2 separate regions of the Anser cygnoides genome follow, and region 2 is linked to region 1. The links are chromatin contacts, called in public Hi-C maps. All regions are on one chromosome and are shown on one strand. Each heading gives the region's core, a stretch centred on a gene start, on an enhancer-like site or on the middle of the called end of the contact. The rest is flanking DNA. Distances are from core to core; before and after follow the strand shown.

What was found. Hi-C and Micro-C count contacts between places; a contact is called where the count stands out from the background.
Region 2: a contact with region 1 is called in a Hi-C map of liver, with 4 times the contacts expected there. The contact joins the promoter of SREBF1 here to the promoter of SHMT1 in region 1. A contact is called at or near these places in 2 of 7 Hi-C or Micro-C datasets (both in liver).

What each region holds. Positions count from the first base shown.
Region 1 is chr15:2,912,427-2,916,599 of Taihu_goose_T2T_genome, reverse strand. SHMT1 (serine hydroxymethyltransferase 1) reads right to left here and starts at 1,264. Exons shown (of 11, transcript XM_048067954.2): 1 at 1,140-1,264; 2 at 514-659; 3 at 36-151. The coding sequence starts at 1,238. It overlaps LOC106032117 (chemerin-like receptor 1), which reads left to right and starts at 2,040. Exons shown (of 3, transcript XM_013174939.3): 1 at 2,040-3,000; 2 at 3,876-4,173. The coding sequence starts at 3,893.
Region 2 is chr15:3,114,894-3,119,124 of Taihu_goose_T2T_genome, reverse strand. SREBF1 (sterol regulatory element binding transcription factor 1) reads right to left here and starts at 2,262. Exons shown (of 18, transcript XM_066977670.1): 1 at 2,051-2,262. The coding sequence starts at 2,156.

The DNA.
Region 1 (4,173 bases), core at 15-2,514:
GCAGCCCAGCCTGGCTCTCCCGAGGGCACCGTTACCTGAGTAGGGCTGGACGTTGACGCCCCACTTCTGGGGGTCGAGGCGGTACGCCTGCAGGGCGCGCTTCTGACACAGCCTTTCCAGCTCGTCTACGAACTCGGTCCCGCCGTAGTACCTGCCGGAAAATAGGGCACGGGTCACAGCGGGGTTGGTGTTTGCTGAGAGCAAACCTCAGGGGATTGAAACCGAACCATTTATTTAGAAACGTGCGCCCAGTGCTGTGCCAGCGGGGGAGAACAGGAGGGTGCTGTGTTTACAGCAGCTGCCGCAGCTATGACCCTGCTGAGATCGTCCAGTATGCGGCCAAGGACAGGAGCTGAGAGGGTCAAATCCTGCCCTGGGGCAGCTTGGCTGCCAGCACCAGGACGTGGCTTCCTTCCCAGAGATAAGGTCTCGAGGGGGACGTGGCAGTGTGGGTGGTTCCTCTCCCTTCCCTGCGAGGCTTCGGAGTGGGTCAGGCTCTCCCCAGCCCCCTACCTCTGTCCTGGGTAGCCCTCGGAGTATTTGTTGTTCAGGCAGGATCCCAGGGCCTCCAGGACCGCTCGGCTCGCAAAGTTCTCCGACGCGATCAGCTCCAGCCCCAGCCTCTGCCGCTGCTTCTCCTTCTTGATGATGCTGTGCACCTTCGGGAGGGGAGAGAAACAGCTCTGCTTGTGCTGACTGCGTGCGGGTGGGATGCTCGGGATGTACCCTCAGAAGAGACGGGGCAACGGAGAGCAGCCTGGAAAGGTGCTGCAGGAGGGAGAGGAGATCCCTTCTTGGTGCAGCTGATCCCAGCAGTTCACATGTGTCCTGCCACGTCTTGGGGCTTCTAGCTGCCATACGGCCATCGGATAATTCAGCTGGCACTTGGGTTAGCGTCAAGGGCAACTGCTGGGTGGCTACAGCAAACGCTGGGCCTGGCACAGATGTCTGAGCCTCAGGCAGGGGCGCGTGAGCAGCAGACCTGAAGTTACAGCCCCGTGGCTGCAGGTGGCTGGAGGATGCCCTCTCTCCTCTCGCACGGAGGATGGACGAGTCCCGCCAGCTCAGCCTTGGACCCTGTCCCTGTCCCGAGGAGGTTGCTGTCCCGAGCGGCTGCTGTGCCATGAAGGGGCTCTCACCTCCGGGTCGTTGCTGTCGAGCGGCTCCATCACCATCTTGTTGTGGGAGGCCCAGAGCTCCGCGCTAGGGAGGCCCGAGTTCGCCGCCGAGTTCGCCATCTGCTGCCGTGCCCAACGTCACCTGCAAGCGGAGAGGGGAGCTGGGGGCACGCGTGCGGGCTGGCAGCGGGGCTGGGGGCTTCTGCACCGTGCCCCTGCGTGGCCTGCTCCCGTCCTGCGTCTTCCCCAGATAACGCTGGGGGAGCGACCGCAGCTTGGGCCTGCTGGGGGCGGAAGGCGCTGAGCGCTCTCAGTGTTTCCCTGCCGATTTCAGATCGGTTTGTTCGTTGTGGATTTGGCCATTTTGGGCACCTTCCCACCGCCGACCCCCCCCGGGCACTGCCCAGCCAGCTTCACGGGGCTTCCCCTACCCCGTCCAGGGTTTTAGCGGAGCAAAACGGATTGGCAGCTTTAGCAACACCTTTCCCTCTCTCTCAGTCTCACGTTTTAAACGCAGGGTGACCGCTGCGAGTGTCACCACGGAACCCCCAAGCCCTGGAGCAGCCGTGATGGCCTCGCTCCCCCCCCGGCTGCGGGCAGCCCGCCGTGTTATCCCCCTGTTATCCGTGCCCCCGGCCGGCTAGCACGGGGCCGTGAGCGGGTTATTAAGCGCCCCGCTTGGCTCGCCTGCGCCCAGCCCGTGCCAAGCCGCAGGAGCCGGGTGGCGGCGAGGAAGGGGCAGGGGCTGGCTTCGGGCAGGCTCCCGGGGCCGCGCAAGGCTGCGGGGGGGGCCAGCGGCTGCCCCTTCCCATCCCGCAACCCCCGGCCCCGGCCCCGGCCCCGCACGGCCCCTACCGGCCCGATCCTGCTCCCGATCCCTGATCCGGATCCTGCTCCCGATCGTGGTCCCGGTCCCGCTCCGGTTCCGCGCGGGAAGCCGCGCGCCTACCCTAGGCAGCTCGGACACGCCCCCTCCGCGCCTCCACCAATCAGCGCCTCGCTCCGCCTTTCCGCAATGAAGCAGTGCAACGGCTCCGGAAGCTCCTCCGCCAATCCGCGGCGCGCCCCGCTCCCCCCGCCGCCTCCCATTGGTCGCTGCCGAGGCGTGGCGGGAGGCGCTGCCGGCACGTGGCGCGCCGGGCACGGGTCACCTTGGGCGGCCACGGGGGGCTCGGCCCCGGGCACCCCGACCCCCCCCGGCAGCCGGAGCCCCCCCAGGGCACCCTGACCCCCCCGGCACCCCATGTCCCCACCGGCTGCAGGGCTCCCAGCCGCCCTGCTTGGCCCCCTTGGGTATAGGGTGATGGACAGAGTGGGGTCCTGAGCTCGGGGGTCCCTCTGGGCATGGGGCAGGGTCGTGGGTGGGCTGCGGGTGAGGGTCTGGGGAGCACGGCGCGCCCCGACCCCTCCGTGGAGCTTTGTGGGGTGAGGGGTGCCCCGGGGGTAGGCCCGCGGGGGGGCGTGGGGTGGTGGTGCCTTCGCGCTTCGAGTCCAAGTTGGGTCGGCCAACCTGGCCTGAGAGGCCGTGCCCCAGGCAGAGCTTCAGGGGTTAAATCGAGGCACCGTAAAATGGGGAACGAGGGCAGGGAGTGAGGGATCCTACTAAACGCCTCGTGGGCCCGAGCCATGGAAAAATGGAGCGAGGCACCGTGAGTCACGGCGGAGAGGAGCGGTGTCTCAAAGGGGAGTCAGACGTGGGGACAGAGCAGAGCCAGAGGGAGAGCGGTGAGGAGCACGGCGCTGTGGTGGGTCCTACCGAGGCGGGTGCCGGCTACGGGGAAGCACAAGCTCGTGGAGGCAGGTTTTTGGGTAAAGGACTGGCTGTTGCACCAGGACACACCTTGGGTATCGCTCTGCCTAGGAGAGGACGCGTCCTCAGAAGGTATTTGTCGAAGGAACAGCGTTTCAGCTTCATCAGTCTAGAAGCTTTTTACTGTCTTAATTTGGCGTTGGTCATCCAAAGGGGTTCGTCGCAGCTGTGCGATTTGGGTTTCCACGGTTCTGGTTTTGGCCCCTGACTGCTGCTGTGGGCTGTCCATGGGTGCTCTGACACCACCGACAGCAAAACCTGGGCTGGTTTCTCGGGCGGTGGTGGTTCCTGAGACGTGCAGAGCGGTGGCGGGGCTGCGGGGCCATTCACAGGCAATGCCACCCCCCCCCCGCCCCACAGTGCCCAGGCTGCTGTGGGCCTTCAGGCATGGAAGGAGCTGCAAGCAAAAAAATCTATTTTATTATCATTTATTTTTCTGGCTTAAAATGTGTCGCAGTGTCAGTGGGCTGGCAGTCAGCCCACCAACAGTCACCCAGCAGTGACGAGCTTTGCAGGGATGCAGGGACTGCCCTGGAGGCGTGTAATTGGTTTCGTCTCGATGCATCCCTGGGTTTTTGCTTGCAGCGGTGGGAGTTGTCCCCGCGGTTGCTGAGTTTCTGCTCAGATGGCTCCCCTTCTTGTCAGTACCGTCCCTTCTGGGACGTGTCGGGATCAGATCAGCCCGAGGCATTCAGAGTACCCTCCTCCCTCTGTTTTGGCTCGCTGGGATCCTGCTCGATCCTGCTTGAATTCTTTGCGCCTCACAAATGTTTTTCTGCCGTTCTGAAGCTTTGCAGGCGCTATAGAGAAGGATGGTTGTTATCAAGTTATATCAAATGAATATTCCAGCTTCGTATATACATTTTGTGTACAGTTGCTAGCAAAGACTTGCTCTCCTGAGCTGTGGGAGCTGCAGCTAATAGCAGGGTGTGCTGCTGCGATTTCAGGACTCTGGCCTGCGGCGATGGAGGACGTCTCTTCTTCCCCATCGCCCTTCCCGGGCACTTCCCCCACCGTGCCTCCTGGGAACGCTACTGCCCACGATCACTACTCCGGCCTCCAGAAGAGCATGCACATCCTCTCCATGGTGGTGTACGGCGTCGCCTGTTTGCTGGGGGTGACGGGCAACGGCCTCGTCATCTGGATTGCGGGCTTCAAGATGAAGAAGACGGTGAACTCGGTGTGGTTCCTCAACCTGGCCATCGCCGACTTCATCTTCACCTTCTTCCTGCCCCTCAGCATCGC
Region 2 (4,231 bases), core at 1,013-3,512, 200 kb before region 1:
GGGGGACAGCCCCCCACGTGGGGTGTCAGGGCAAGGCAGGAAGGCCACGCAGAGCCCCCAGGACCATATACATTTATAACAGCCCTTTACCAAAAATCTCTAGAAAGCCCTCCCATAAATACCACCAGCGCACACAGCCCCTCTCCACGGGGTATGCGGGGCCAGGGGAACACCCCCAGGGGGACACCTTCACCCCACACCCCCGTCCCTCTGCTCCCCACGGCTTCCTGGGGATCGTGGCCCAACAAAACGGGGTGTCACGGGCGGTGGCTGCCCGCTGGTGACCCGACGCACCGTGTCAGCCCTGGTGCGGGGCCAAGGAGGGCAGAGGGGACGCCAGCGCGGCTCTGGGGCACGACACCCCGCAGCCAAGGTCCTCGCGGGGAGCCGGGCGGCAGGACGCACCGCTTCCCCCGGTGCTGCCACCCGGTTAAAGGTCACCCGGTTGGGTTCGGCGCCAGCACGGGGACACCGCGACGGTCCCGGAGAGGGGGTTCCCGGCACCGACCTCCCAGAGCGTCCCGTGGGCGCCGCGGGGCGCCGGGGGGCTCGGGCGGCCCCACGCCCTCTCCCCACCCCGCCGCGTGCTCCACCGGCTCGGCCGGTCTGTGCCGGGGCTGCCTCGGGGCCCCGACGCTCGGCGAGCTCAGCTGGGACGGGCGCCACGTGCTGCCAGCCGGGGAACCTGTTCGGTGCTGGGGCTGGGCTGGCTGCGTGCTGGGCATGGGGACGGGTGTGGGAACGGGGACGGGTACGGGTAGGGGTAGGGGTGTGGGTAGGGGTAGGGGTAGGGGTACAGGCATGGGAATGGGAATGGGAACGGGTACAGGAACGTGCACAGGTATGGGAATGGGTAGGGGTATGGGTACGGGTACAGTTATGGGTAGGGGTAGGAGTATGGGAATGGGTATGGGAACGGTTATGGGAACGGGAACGGTTGTGGGTACTGTTTTGGGAACGGGAATGGGAACGTGTATGGGTGTGGGACCGGTTATGGGAACGGGTACGGTTACGGGAACACTTACGGGGTCAGGTATAGCTCGGCGCTGGGGAGCGGGTCCCGCTGGCACAATCCCCACCCCACAGCCCTCCCCCACCAAGAGGACCCGGTACCGAGGGCTCCGGGCCCGGGGATGCTCCGCAGAGCCCCGGGGCCGCTTCTCCCCTCCCCCCCCCCTTCCACCCTTCCCTGCCCCCCCCCGCCCCGGGAAGCCAGGAGGAACGACCGGGAGTAACCCCGGCGGTGACGCTACCGCGGGGCGGGGCTGGCGGCGGCACAAGGCTGCGGGGGGGGGGCGCCGGGGCTGCCCCGGCACCGGCACCGACCCCCCCGGGACGGGGGGGGACAACCGGTACCCGAACCCCCCGGGCCGGGCACGGCCCCCCAAGGACGACTCAGCCCTGCAGCGACTCCGAGCCCCAAAAGCCCCAAATTCCCCCCCCCCGGCACCGAGAGCGGCCCCCCCCGGGCTGTGCTACGGTTCTCCGGCGTCGCACCGAGCCCCCGGTGTCGCACCGAGCCCGCTCCCCCCCTTCTCCGGTATTGCACCGAGCCCCGGCGTTGCACCCCCACGGCCACGCGTGGCTTCCCGGCGGTGCACCGAGCGCCGGGCATTGCACCGAGCACCGGGCATTGCACCCCCCCACGGCCACGCGTGGCTTCCCGGCGGTGCACCGAGCCCCCGGTATTGCACCGAGCCCCGGGCATTGCACCGAGCGCCGGGTATTGCACCGAGCCCCGGGCATTGCACCGAGCCCCAGGCATTGCACCCCCCCACGGCCACGCGTGGCTTCCCGGTATTGCACCGAGCCCCGGCCGCGCACCGAGCGCGCAGCCCCGGTCCCAGCCGTCCCCCCATCCCGGTGCCCCCATATCCCCCATCCCGGTGCCCCCATATCCCCCCTCCCGGTGCCCCCACGCCCCCCCATCCCCGTGCCCACCCCCCAATCCCGGTTCCCCCATATCCCCCCATCCCGGTTCCCCCACTCCCCCCCGGTCCCGGTTCCCCCCCCCCCCATCCCCATCGCGGTGCCCCCGGCCCCCCCGCACCGTCGATGTCGCTGAGCAGCGCCGTGTCGATGTCGCTGCCCCCGGGCAGCCCCAGGGCCGGGGCCAGCCCGTCCAGGCTCCCGTCGTCGAAGGCGAGGGCGCTCATCCCGCAGCTCAGCACCGGCGGCGCCGCCCGGCCGCGGCCGCTCGCACCATGAGCGCCGGAGCCGCGCCGAGCCCGGACCTGCGGCCGGGCGGGGCGGGAGCCACCGGGGGGGGCGGGACGAGGGGCGGCCCCGGGAACGGCCCCGGGAACGGCCCCGGGAACGGCTCCGGCAGCGGCGCCCCCTCCACCCCGGGACGCCCCCCCACACACACACACCGCGGGGTGCCCGCCTCTGCCCGGTGGCACCGGGTACCCCGGAGCGGGGTCCTGGGCAGCGAGTTCCTGGGCACCGAATCAGTACCTGGGCACCGAATCCATCAGTACCTGGGCACCGAATCCATCGGTACCTGGGCACCAAATCCATCAGTACCTGGGCACTGAATCCATCGGTACCTGGGCACCAAATCCATCGGTACCTGGGCACCGAATCCATCAGTACCTGGGCACCGAATCCATCAGTACCTGGGCACCAAATCCATCAGTACCTGGGCACCGAATCCATCGGTACCTGGGCACCGAATCCATCAGTACCTGGGCACCAAATCCATCAGTACCTGGGCACTGAATCCATCAGTACCTGGGCACCAAATCCATCGGTACCTGGGCACCGAATCCATCAGTACCTGGGCACCGAATCCATCAGTACCTGGGCACCGAATCCATCGGTACCTGGGCACCAAATCCATCGGTACCTGGGCACCAAGTTCCCGGGCACCCAGTGCTTGGGCACCAAATAAATATCTGGGCATCAAATAAATCAATACCTGGGCACCAAAAAGCTGGGCACCGAATCAATCCCTGGGCACCAAGTGCCTGGGCACCCAATGCTTGGGAACCAAATCAATACCTGGGCATTAAATAAATCAATAGCTGGGCACCAAATCGATCAATACCTGGGCACCAAATCAATCAATACCTGGGCACCAAATACCTGGGCACCAAATAAATCAATATCTGGGCACCAAATCAATCAATATCTGGGTGCCAAATAAATAAACACTTGGGCACCAGATCAATCAATATCTGGACACCAAGTACCTGGGCACCCAGTACTTGGGAACCAAATAAATATCTGGGCATCAAATAAATCAATACCTGGGCACCGAATCAATACCTGGGCACCAGACGGCCAGGCGCCAAAAAAATAAATCCCTGGGCACCACGTAGCTGGGTGCCAAATAAATACCCACGCACCAAATCAATACATGGGCACCAAGTACATGGGCACCAAATAAATAAATACCCGGGCACCAAATAAATAAATACCTGGGCACCAAATACCCCGGCATCGTGCACCCAGGGGAGCTCAGAGGGGCACAGCGCAGCCGGAGGCTCCTTGGGTGCTCAGAGAGGGGGGGCGCTGGGATTTTGGGGGAGCCCCGAGTGTTTTGTCTCAGCACCAGGAATAACCTGGGAAAACGAAACCAACTGCGCCAGCAGCCCCTCCAAAGTTTGCCTGCTCTGTCAAGCGGGACGGAGGCTGCCCAATAATTAATTAAAGCTGGCTGCACCCTGAAATCCTCTCCCCCCCCCCCCCCCCGTGCACCCCTGTGCAAAGTGGGAAGCCCTGCGTGGGGCACCCCATGGCGGCGGTGGAGCCGTGGGGGCTCAGCCCAGCCCCGCTCTGGCCGGAGCTGCTCCGGTGTCTCAGCGGCAGCAGAGGCTGCTGAAACCCCCCCCCCAGGAGCCCCCTAACTTGCCATGGGGCGGCTCAGGGGGGCTGCACGCTCTTCCCCCCCCCCCCCCCCCTATTTTATTAGGGTCACTGGGGGGGCGGACGTGCCGTGTCCCACGAGGCAGCTGAGCGCGAACGCAAGGGTCGCACGCCCCTAATAACCCACCGCGAGACACTGGGGGTGGGGGGGGGACGGGGACAACCAACAACCCCCAAACCCACCCAAACGGCTTTATTTCCATGCCAAGCCAGATTTCGCAGGGCCCCTTCCCGTCGCACGCCTCCCACAAAACCAGAGGGGCCGCGCTCCCCAGGGACCCCGTGGCGTGGGGGGGGGCGACCACGCGGCATCCGCGGGGCGGTGGGCAAGGGTCCGGGGGCCCAGGCCTGGTGGGTTCGG